Regions from separate parts of the Zea mays genome. Here regions 1 and 3 are each linked to region 2. Evidence: chromatin contacts called from public Hi-C data. All regions are on one chromosome and are shown on one strand. Each heading gives the region's core, a stretch centred on a gene start, on an enhancer-like site or on the middle of the called end of the contact. The rest is flanking DNA. Distances are from core to core; before and after follow the strand shown. Region 1 holds the start of LOC103638997. Region 2 holds the start of LOC100282932. Region 3 holds the start of LOC100276037.

Region 1 (3,990 bases), core at 1,077-3,576, 210 kb after region 2:
AGGAAACCTTGTTCTAGGAAAAAACACAGAAGATAACGAAGGAATCAGACAGCACGCGACTCGCCTCCTCCACCCTCCTATTCAGCCTCCTCGCCCGTGATGGATCCAGGTGCCGACACGACAGAATGTAGTTGCTATGTTCGTTGATGTTGTGAAGAAAGAAAATAACCAGTTCCATCTGGAGTGTAATGACCATACCTGAAAGATTTATTTCACGTTTACAATATTCATTGTTAATCACATCCAAAACAACATTTTTCATAATAATAATAATTTTGCCATATACCCTTTTTTGATGGAAAATAACATTTTGAAATGAGACAGAAGATATCTCACCACTTAAATTATCAGTCCCACAATGAGGATATTTCATACTATATATACTAAAAAGGATGCCAACCGGCATCATATCGCCACTTTTTTACTATATCTGAATCGCTCAAATTTACTTTTTAGTTTAGTTATGCTTACCCTTGTGAGATTTACAAAGTCAATATAGCCAATGTACGCTTATATGGGAATTAAAATACTGTCTGAATGCAACAATAGCCTAACAGAGTTGAGGAAAGGAAACATCATCTAACCAGGGGATAGAAGCTTCCTTTGCTAGGCAATAGCTTACTCAGATCGACTTTGGTAGGGTCAAGAAAACAAGAAGTGAAGTAACAAAAGATCAGGGAATCAGGAATGCTACAAGCAAGAACCCACCACTTTGGCAAGGACTGTGTCACATAATCAATGTAGCAAAAAAAACATGTGCAGTGCGGTAGTAGCAAGGGCCTAGCCACCGCTGGCCACCCCTAGCTCTGTCATTGAAGTCGTTTCTTTCCTAATTAATTCCATATCCATAACAATATAAAAACGAAGAGCAATAAATGTTGTAGGAGGTCGTTGTAGTATCATTGTTGAAGTTGGTTTGAATACTTTGTTTCAGAACAACAAACGTGTTTTAGCATGTAAAACTTGTATATATATATATTTGTATATTTTAAAGTGTTGTTTGTATGTGATCTACATGCATTGGAATCACTTATCCTGCTATCGAAGAGACGAATGGACTATACCTTTTAAAACTTGCTAACCAATGCAATATACAAGCTTCCGAGAGAACAAAGATATTCCTGTCCCAACAAACAATTATTCTTTAAATATTGCTAACCTATGTAGCACAATACCAAGAATAAAATATTTAAACATTTCAAATTTTAAGAAACCCTTGGCAGACAATGGACTATACCTTTTATGCAGTATGGTACTGAAAAACTATTGCGAGAACACAAGACAATGGACTAATGTTAAAATAAAAAATTTAGAAGAACATAAGACCTCACCTGACAGAAGAGCTCTTGCTCATCACACCATTTGATCAGACCAGGGCAGTGATCAATTAATATATTTTGAGGCCTAAACAAAAGTTTTTCTTAACACAGAACAATACATTTATGACAATGGGCAATATATAAGCTTCCAATAGAACAAAGATATTCGAGTGCCAACAAGGATTCTAGGTTCTTACAGTAACTGATATCAAGAGTCTGCAGTTGAGAAGGTTCGTTAGATGCCGAAAGCTAGAGACCAATTAGAGCTGACTTTATTATCATTAGATTCCTGACAGAGACAAAGTAAGGAATTTGACTAAGTTTGTTGCAGTTTCTTACCGTGATGCTCTGCATCGTTGGACAATCTGAATCCTGGAATTTACACTAGTCAGCGAGCCGTGACGGCGTTGGCGAGCCCGATGATGGAGGGTGCAAAGATGCCCGACATCCAGTGCTGGCTGGCGACGAAGTTGGCGAGGAAGAGACCCGCCACGAAGCGCAACACGATGAACCCCGAGGGCGACGCTGTGGTGACCGCGATGATCACGACGGTGAGCGCAGCCAGAAGTAGGACTGGGCATTCGGGTATACCCGAAATTTCGGGTCGAGTTGTTCGGGTTTTAAATAATTCGGGTATTCAACAGTCGAACCCGAACTCGACCCGATTTTTTCGGGTACCCGAAAATTCGGGTACCAAAAAATCGGGTTCGGGTTCGGGTAATTTACAGTTACCCGATTAAATAGAGGCATGCTACTATTCCTTGCATCAGGACAGCCCACCTGTGGTAGCTGCTCGACGGCGGCAGTGTCAGGACGGCGCCATGGCAGACCATGGACTGGTGCTCGACGGCGGCAGCTGCTGCTAGTTAGGGTTGGGAAATCCTGGACTGCTGGACCTGGACGGGCAGGACGGTTGGTCGGCTACTCGCCTGGAGCTTTGCCGCATGCCGCCTTGGGCTGTATAATGTTGGCCGTTGCCTACTTGCTTGTTAGCTGTACTGCATGTCCACATGGGCCTTGCGTGGTTGGCTGGTTGTCGATTGGGCCTTGGCTGCTTGACGACTTGAGTGTTTTTCTTGTATTCGGGTACCCATTTATTATTCGGGTACCGGATAACTGAAACCGAAATTTGCTATAAAATTTCGGGTACCGGGAGGTTCTACCCAAATTAGATTTCGGGCTTTTCGGATTCGGGCTTATCGGGTTCGGGTTCGGGTTCGGGTTTTTCGGGATTCGGGTATCGGGTTTTATGCCCAGTCCTAGCCAGAAGGCTAGCGAACCCCGATGCGTGGCGCGAACCGAAATGGTCGTAGGCGGGCCCATGGCAAGCCTGTCGACTAGAGTGGCGGGGAGGGAGCCCACGACGACCAACGGTGTCAGAAGGCGCAGATCCATGGACACGAGTAGCCTGCAGCGCTAGATCTGAGCTTGTCACAGTCCTCCCCTTCCTTCCTACTTTGCGCGCGGTTTGCCAGAGGGCTCCACGAGATCACGCCCTCTAACACTATATGTGTATACATATCTTCAAGATTTCTTAAACCAAACTATTTTTTGTCAAATAAAAAAGTATTCTTATATTCCTTAAGATTTCTTAAACCTCTATGTGTGTATATATATCTTCAAGCTTGAGTTTTAGGCTCTGTTTGGTTGAACTGTGGCTGTGAAAAAAGTAGCAGTAAGCTTTGAAAAAAAGCAGTTGTGAGTTATTAAAAATCATAAAATTGTTTGGTAGAACGCACTAAAAATTGCTAAAAGTTTTTTCATGTATATTTTCATAGTTCCATCTAAAATTCGCTAAAAACAGGTTAAGATGTGTTTTTAGTTTTCCACTACAAGAAAGTCGACTTTTAAAAAAACTGCTTTCTGGATCGAGTCATTTGGTTTGACTTTTAAGGGATAAAAGACAAAACCAAAAGCTAAACCAAACATACCTTTAGACGCTGAGTGCTAAAATAAAATAAAAATAGGGTTTTGCTAAGGATAGGTATGCAAACCTTGCAAATACCTATCCAATCAAAAAATGGGCCAATTAGGCCACGTAAAATGCATAGGGGAGAAAGGCTAACGATTTTGAGTAATCTCTCAATCAGTCATCTGTTGGAGAGCCAAAAGTATGCATACGGTCCATACATATTATATTTTATAACGTGAAGAACAATATAGTCTATCATCTTTTCACTCATTACTTTTTGTTTGGTTTGTTGAATGAATGAGTTAATCTATCACTATTTTATTTTTTATAGAATAATGATTAATAATATATAGAACAATGGTTAATAATAATATGAGGAATGGATTTATTCCATTAAATTTATGAAATGAACTTATTATACACCAACTTATTTAAAATGGTTTCGAACTAAACACCCTATTAATATGGGTAGACATCTAGTTGTATGCCTACCGAGTTATGCGTGGCCTTGTTGCATAAACTGTACACCGAAGGCCCGTCAGGATAACCAGGCCATCCTAACGCGAAAAGGCCCACAGAGGATGTCCAATACAACCTTAAGCGCTAGGGTTAGGTTTTAGCTCCTCCTATATAAGAACGCCACGTCTACGATCTCCTTGCCACACCCCTCACAAACCACAAACACATCTCGCGGCGGCGGCGGCGGCAGAGACAGGCGGCGGCCGCCGAGCGGCGTGGGCAGCGTCATCCATGGTGCAC
Region 2 (3,831 bases), core at 1,005-3,504:
ACCCATGGATTCGGGTGCACGATCCGTGCTCTGCTTTGTCGTTTTAGATTTGTCCAAAGTCAATCACTGTTAACATCTATCGGTTATACCAAATGTTTTATAAGATTTTATAACATAAAAATAAATTATTAAATTTATCATGACTTAAACTATTATAATATATAATTATTATAGTTTAAAATAATTTAATCTTATATATATATATATATTACTCTCTCCGTCCAAAATTATAATCTGTTTGACTTTTCTGTGGCAAATTTGACCGGCTCGTCTTATTCGATTTTTTTCGAGAAAAATGAAAAATTCAAAACCATACTTAAAGTATATTATATGCTAAACAATAGTATTACAGTAAAAATTAGCAGTAATTACGGTTTTTTAATAAGACGAGTCGTTAAGTCAAACTTGAGTAAAATAGTTTCATTTTGGACAAATATAAAAAGACAAACTCATACCGTATAGATCAAGGGAGCAGAAGTAAAGGCATGCATGCAACAAAGCAGTTTATCCCAGATATGTCAAGTCGTCAATCATCTTTGAGCGGGTCCAGCATTATTTCTCTGAGCGCAGGCTTTTGCGATACCAACGCAGAAGTTGACCCTGTTGCGTCGTGGATACCATGTTGATTTTTTTTTGTTGCTAACGAGTCACTGCCATTTACAGGGTAGGGGGCGTAGGGGTACTCCACTGTAGCTGGGCATGCACGCTCCTCCTGTCCTGGTTGGTACAGTGGTGGTGCATTTCCCTTCCCTAGGTGCAGGGATGTGCTCTACTTCACTGCAGCGTGTTGCGTGAACATCAAGTGTACAGTGTAGCACTGGACTAGGCTTGTACTAGCTTGCTTGCTTGCTTCTTTATTCATTAATGTGTTGAACCAATGTACGAGAGAGAGAGAGAGAGAGAGAGAGAGAGAGAGAGAGAGAGAGAGAGAGAGAGAGAGAGGTGCCTACCGTACTAGTGGCATCAGGCATGTGTACGCATACGAGTACTACTCCATGTCTGCTCCGATCCCTCCACAACAGATCTCTATGGGTTAATGACTTAATTCTTTGCCATTCTAGCAGTTAAATCACCAACACCCATTAATACTATTAGTTGGGTCACCTACAATCTCCACTAGGTAATCACCAAGCTCCCGATCGACACCAAACCGTCGACCATCAAGAGTAACAAGCACGAACACTCACTTGATCTAAACAAGCCTAATAAGGATGATGGATGCACACTTGTTACTCTGTATGCACTAATTAGGTTCCTAATCTCACGATTTCATCAAATCTTAGACAACCTCACCAGCCAAAGGCTCTATCTATATCTCTAATGTGTTTCTTTGGCAAAAATAAATGGGCAAGAACACTAAAATTAACAAGTTGAAGGGTATTTATACTCCCTAACCACCAAACTAGCAGTTAGAAGAACTCTGGCATGAAAACACATGTGTCCGACCTATTCATAGGGCCCGACAACATGTAGAGCGGACCCTAGCTCCTACAATCATAATGTCTGGCCCGACAGCACACGTCGAATCAGTCCAATGCGTGAAAAACCTCTCTATCTGTTTATGGACTGTGTCGAGCTGAGACGTTATAGTCCGACGACCCTGATACACACAGTCATCTAGCCTTTTTAAACACCCCATGTGTAGGTGCCCAACCAAACTCAATGGTCCGACGACCCTTATTTTTTAGGGTTCAGTGAGACAATGACTATAAAACCCCGCCAAAAACACTTTCTGCAAATGAGATTTGTTCCAAAAGATTTTTAGACCTCTAAGCTAACTAGTGCTAAGGCCACACCTAACACATTAGACTCACTTAGGTCAAGCTATTAATCTATACCCCTTATAGTACATCCAAACGAAACAAATGCCTAAACTAAGTGTCTCTCAACTCTAATCGACACTTAAAACTAGTTTATCCTTAGTCTTGTCGTTTATTCTTTAAATCCGAAACAAAATTTAGTTTTGGAGGCATGAAAATCATTGATTGACTAAACAACCACTATTATTTTGACCTAACTCAAATGCCTCTATAAAACACGTGTTAGTCATAATAATCTTGTGTTGTCATTAGTCACTAAACTCCATTATTAGCCTGAATGCTTTAAATCTTCTTTTTGGTGATTGATGACAACAGTGTCTCAAGTATGTAACGGGTACTAGACTATGCTGCCTCTCTGCCGTACGTCTACTCTGCGTGCAGAGTGAGTGCAGTGTGCACAGGTATATATACACACACACACGCCTCTGGAACCTGAACCTTGTCTTGATTTCTTTTCATACACCATCCACCGGGCGAAGCTGTTGGCCGGCGGCATCGTCGACGACAGACCGCGCGGCGGCGATTCCGACCCATCCATGGGGCGGCCGCCGTGCTGCGACAAGGAGAGCGTGAAGAAGGGGCCGTGGACGCCCGAGGAGGACCTGGTCCTCGTCTCTTACGTCCAGGAGCACGGCCCCGGCAACTGGCGCGCAGTCCCCGCCAACACAGGTGGCTACACGCTGGCCGTTTGTGCGCTCGCAGGCCGCAGCCACTAGTGCTAGTATTTCTCACTCTGCTGCATGCATGCAGGGCTGCTGCGGTGCAGCAAGAGCTGCCGCCTCCGGTGGACCAACTACCTCCGCCCGGGCATCCGCCGCGGCGGCTTCTCCGACCAGGAGGACAGGCTCATCGTCCACCTCCAGGCGCTCCTCGGCAACCGCTGGGCCGCCATCGCCTCCTACCTCCCCGACCGCACCGACAACGACGTCAAGAACTACTGGAACACGCACCTCAAGAAGAAGCTCCTCGCTCAGCAGCAGCAGCAGCTGCGCGCCTCGCCGTCGCCGCCCAAGGGGCAGTGGGAGCTCAAGCTGCAGACCGACATCAACCTCGCCAGGCGCGCCCTGCGCGACGCCCTCTCCATCGACGCCGGCCCGCCAGGGATGGCCGTCGCGGGCTCGGCGGCGCCGGCGCCGTCCGCCGGCCCAGCAGCGCCACAACAAGCGTACGCTCTCACCGCGCGCAGCGTCGACAGGATGATGCTGGACGGGTGGGCGGCGGCGGCTCCAGCGGCAGGGAGGAGGAGCTGCGTCGTCGGTGGCACCGTCGTCATCCCGGCCCCGGCGACGACGCCCGGCGCGGCCGAGAGCGCGTCGAGGTCGTCGTCGGAGCTAACGACGGCGGAGTGTTCTGCCTCCATCTCCAGCGCCTCCGATCAGCGCGCCGCGCCGGTGGCCGACCACCAGCTGCTCGCGTCCGAGGAGAATAATTATACGGCGTCGGCCGTGCAGCAGGGAGAGGTGCCGCTGTCGGCGATCGAGTCGTGGCTGCTGGAGGACGCCGGCGCCGGCGAGCAGAAGCTGGCGCACGATGGCCCCCTGCTCGATGCCGCGCTGCATAGTTTTGGCTTCTAGTAAAATGTCAAAATGTGTTACTAGAAATCGAGTGTGGTTAATTATGCCAGTCGGTGCCACTACTAGCTAGTCCTTTTCTGCCCTACTAATTTAGCTCACTAGCTGTTCTACTTGTCATCCGTAGTACACAGATGACGATTTGTGTCACTGCATGAAGCAATGTGCAAGTGGGTGATCGTGATATATATACTACGTCGAAAGTGAAATGTAACACGATCCGTCTGCTCGTTTTGTCACTGCATGAAGCAATGTGCAAGTGGGTGTGTCTTTATTGTAGTTTTTGAGAAACGAGTCGTTCTATTTTGCGTTTGTCAAACATATCACATCAGAGTCACTCATTCTTTTGGTTGAAGGCTAGATAAAACGAAATCGCTCTGTTCTTTATGTGGTGTGTAGAGTTGAGGAGAGAAAAAAGAACGCTCGCATCTAGTCGTTTT
Region 3 (3,890 bases), core at 207-2,706, 170 kb after region 2:
AAATTCTGGACTTGAAGACTGTATATACAGTATATATATGTTATATAAATACGAGCTGGCCTGCTGGGTCTACTAGTTTTGGCTGGTGTGGTGGGCCTGTGGTGATCGGCCTTCAAAGCAAAACCCATGAAAGGAAGCTAATACATCAATTGGAATACGATGGGTCTCATTCTATCGATCAGCTGCGTTGTGCCTCCACCTGTCCACATCCTAGTCCAGAACGACAGAAACCGTAGCGTCATACGTCGACTTGGTGCAATGGACGTCAGAAAACAGCTGCAAATTTGCACGTGGCCGAGTCCAGGTACAATTATACAACGATCAACGATGGCACCACCATTAAAGAAGATCAAATACATGATGAAAGTATGAAACATATTTTTACAGTTTAAAATTGTAAGTAGATTGCCTTTTGTCCAGTTTGCATCTTCATTTAGTGAGGTATTTAAAGGGCTAATGCTTTGCTTTTGGATTTCTATTATATTCACTAATCACAAGTAATATATATTTATACAATGTATCAGTGAGCTCTCGCATAATTGTATTATACGTATTTGATCTTTATAAACCCCGCCACACCTAAAATTTACTCTTGCCTCCGCCACTGCTTGGAAAGAAAGTTCTGACTGCAATTCAAAATGATCATATATACAAATAAAAAATGTAACTGATCTTGCATTTTCAATATAATTTTTAACGTCGGTTGGAACCTGGGATAATCCAAGGCAGTCCTTCCACCAATAGTCATAATCCTCACCAAGCAAAACAAATTCAAGCAAGGAATGTGATAGCATGAAGCAACAACAGGTAAGGATCGCAATTTTGTTCAGATATATAAAGATGAAAGTTACTAGAGCAGCGACACACTCTGAGCACGAGTCGAGCAGCCGGTCGATATCGTCAGCGCCACCTCCCCCACCGCCGAGTCGCGCCTCCTCCATCTTCTCGATCTCCTTCACCCAAAGCGCGGCGTGCACCCGCTGCTTCCTGGTCCTGTAATCATCCGCTTGCGCCTTCTTCCTCGCCACGACGCCCCCCTCCCCGCCTTCCGCCGCGCGAGACGCGCGCTGCTGCTGGCCCCGCCTCGACGCGATGCGGCGCTCGGCCCAGCGCTCGTCCATGTCTGCCACGAAGGCCTTAGTGTCTGGATCCACCTCGGCGGAGATGACCGGGATGGCGGACTCCGAAGCCGAGGCGGGAGACTCCCATGGCGCGGCGGGCGCTGGGGAGGAGGCGGGGGAGTCGCCTGGAAGCCATGCGGTCTCCCACGCGTCGTTCCACTCGTCTTCACCGGTGGTCGCTGAGCGGAGCGGCGGTGGAGTGCGATGGTGGGAGGAGAGACGGCGGAGGCCGGAGGTGGATAAAGAGGCGGCGGTACTGGGGATGGGGTAGCGAAGGGCGCACCGCAGGGAGTGCATGGTGTATGCTCGGCGAAATGCCGCGCAGAGCGTTGGAACTACGGAAGAGTGAGAAGTCCAAGATGGTTTTTTTTTCTGTGCTTTATAGCAACTCCAATAAAAATGATAAATTAGGTCTTATCTTAAATTAAAGGGTTTAGAGACAAAAACAGCTTCCAACAAAGATCTTATTATAAATTTTGATCAAATTTATATAAGACTCCAACGGAGAAATCCTAAATATACAACCTCGTGCAGAGCTCATATCCTCATGTCTTAAGTTCTTAACTGCCAAACCGTTCAAGGAATCCTCCTCTTTAGGGCTTGTTCCGCAGTAGAGAATCTAGCCAAAAATATTGTCAAGTCAGCAACGTCAACTTTACTATATTATAATTTTTTAAAATTTTAACAGTGTTTTTCTAAAGGATTTATAAATTTTATTGTTAAACGCGACAAACCCCCTAAATCCGTTCATATTGTTCGATTAGGGATGAATTGAGGGGGTTAACATCTCCAAGAGAGTCTTAAAATAGGTCTTAAATTACAAAATAGGATCGGATTTATTTTATTTAGGACCTAACAAGTTTGGTTTACTCCAATAGTGAGTCATATAATCACGTCATTATCTGCATGAGACTTGGCGACAGTTTTTTTTAGCACTTTCCCACGTACAGCAGTCAGCTCGCTACATAGGTTTTTTTTTTCTTCTCACGGTGTCAATCACATCTAGGGGCGGAGCCACGGGGTGGGCAAAGAGGGTCGTGGCCTCACCTTTTTTTGCCTTCTTACATATACATTGAATATGATACAAATTAGAAAAATATAATAAGTATATGAAGGCAAAACTGTAGCACACATCCACCATCCCCAACAATCCAACTCCACGGCTCGCTAAAACAGCCCAATCCGTTTCTGTTCTATTATCATTGTATCCAATCGACACAAGGTAGGAGCGCTACTCCATCATCATCAGCCCCTTGTTGTGCTCACCCCGACCTTGTCGTCCAACGCCGCCACCACACCTAGCTTCCCCTTTCGTGCTCACTCGCTTTGTCGCCGCACCAATGCCGCTGCCACCCGTCCATCCCCATTATGCCTACGCTCGCACGCCCGCGCTTCTGTCGTTCAGCCATCACAACATCGATACATAGTTTTTTTTTGTTCATATTTTTCTCTTCTTTCAAATTTTAATTACTATTGTACGATCACTAGTTTTTATATACAATGTTACATCTGTTCAATCTTATCTAGATGTCTTATGATTTTGTTTGGCCTCACATGATATTTTGTCCTGCGTCCACCACTAGTCACATCCATCTTTGTCGGCATCCGACTGCAATCCTCCTTGCACTGCTGATGTGCAGAGACTCCTTCACACAATCATGTAGTTCTATTCTCATATTGTTGAAGTACTAGAGCAAAACGAGCTTGTACTGAAGCTAAACCAATTAACAACTTGTAATGGAACTGAAACTGTCATCGTGTCATACGTCTATTGCAGAGTGAACATCATTGTCTGGTTTGGTTGAAACAAGTAACAACTTGTACTGGAGCTAAAACATTTAGCAACAAACCTGTCATAAGTCTATTGCAAGGTTCAAACTCGTCTCAGAATCAAAAGAATAGATGTTGGCAACACATACAGAAATAACGACATTCACTGAGCAGCTGAGAACACATTAATTAGGTAGGTCACAGAAGATGGATATATATATATATATATATATATATATATATATATATATATATATATATATATATATATATATATATATATATATGAGAAATTTTTATCTATTAAGTGCGGGAGCAAAGCTGAAATGTCAGGCTGTCCACGTTTTTTTTTCTTGCAGTTCACATGATTGATGATAGGCGGACAACCGTTTCTCCAAGCAGGGGCGGAGGGCCCAATATGGCTCAGTATTGCCTGAGCAATACCTTGGGCTGGCCCACTAAGAGATTACAGATTAGGGTTTAGCTACTCTGTGTCATCCGCTTGTCCGGCCGTCTCCGTATCCCGCGTAGATGCACAGGCGCACACCGCTCGATCGATCCTGCCGGCGCGCCTGCTCCGCTGCTCCTGCTCGCGGTCGCTTGTCCCGCGCGCCCGGCGGCCGGCTGCTTGTCCCGTCGACAAGCCAGGCTGCACTGCTTCCTGTTTGAGTGCTTGTCCCGTCCAGCGCAGTTCTGCTTGTGACTTGTGAGCTTGTCTCGTCCGGTGGCCGGCACCTACTTCCTAGGCTGACTGGCTGAGACTGGCCGTGTGACAGTGCGCACAAAAAGGTGATTATGTTTTCAATTTTTGTGTTATTTTTTGGCGGCTCAGGTTTGAGCGAGGTAATGAGTTTGAGATGTGTGAATTTGGGTTGTAGGAATGCAAGACAATCTCGTACGAGTGGACATGCAAGTGCCAGAACTGTAGGGGACGGGATTGGTCAGGTACTTCAGGAATCAGGAAGAAGGGCAAGGAGACCATTTGCAAGTGTGTGCCAT

The links. Hi-C and Micro-C count contacts between places; a contact is called where the count stands out from the background.
Region 1: a contact with region 2 is called in a Hi-C map of bundle sheath, with 2.8 times the contacts expected there. The contact joins the promoter of LOC103638997 here to the promoter of LOC100282932 in region 2. A contact is called at or near these places in 3 of 25 Hi-C or Micro-C datasets (bundle sheath, ear and tassel).
Region 3: a Hi-C map of leaf shows a contact between it and region 2, with 3 times the contacts expected there. The contact joins the promoter of LOC100276037 here to the promoter of LOC100282932 in region 2. A contact is called at or near these places in 4 of 25 Hi-C or Micro-C datasets (ear, endosperm and leaf).

Annotation. Positions count from the first base shown.
Region 1 is chr9:124,981,595-124,985,584 of Zm-B73-REFERENCE-NAM-5.0, forward strand. It overlaps LOC103638997, which reads right to left and starts at 2,327. Exons shown (of 4, transcript XR_559158.4): 1 at 2,100-2,327; 2 at 1,332-1,844; 3 at 1,065-1,121; 4 at 1-198. LOC100192774 (40S ribosomal protein S9-like) reads left to right here and starts at 3,862. Exons shown (of 3, transcript NM_001137970.2): 1 at 3,862-3,990. The coding sequence starts at 3,982.
Region 2 is chr9:124,771,161-124,774,991 of Zm-B73-REFERENCE-NAM-5.0, forward strand. It overlaps LOC100282932, which reads left to right and starts at 2,255. Exons shown (of 2, transcript NM_001155837.1): 1 at 2,255-2,489; 2 at 2,571-3,596. The coding sequence starts at 2,357. The coding sequence ends at 3,394.
Region 3 is chr9:124,939,846-124,943,735 of Zm-B73-REFERENCE-NAM-5.0, forward strand. It overlaps LOC100276037, which reads right to left and starts at 1,457. Exons shown (of 3, transcript NM_001149924.2): 1 at 868-1,457. The coding sequence starts at 1,418.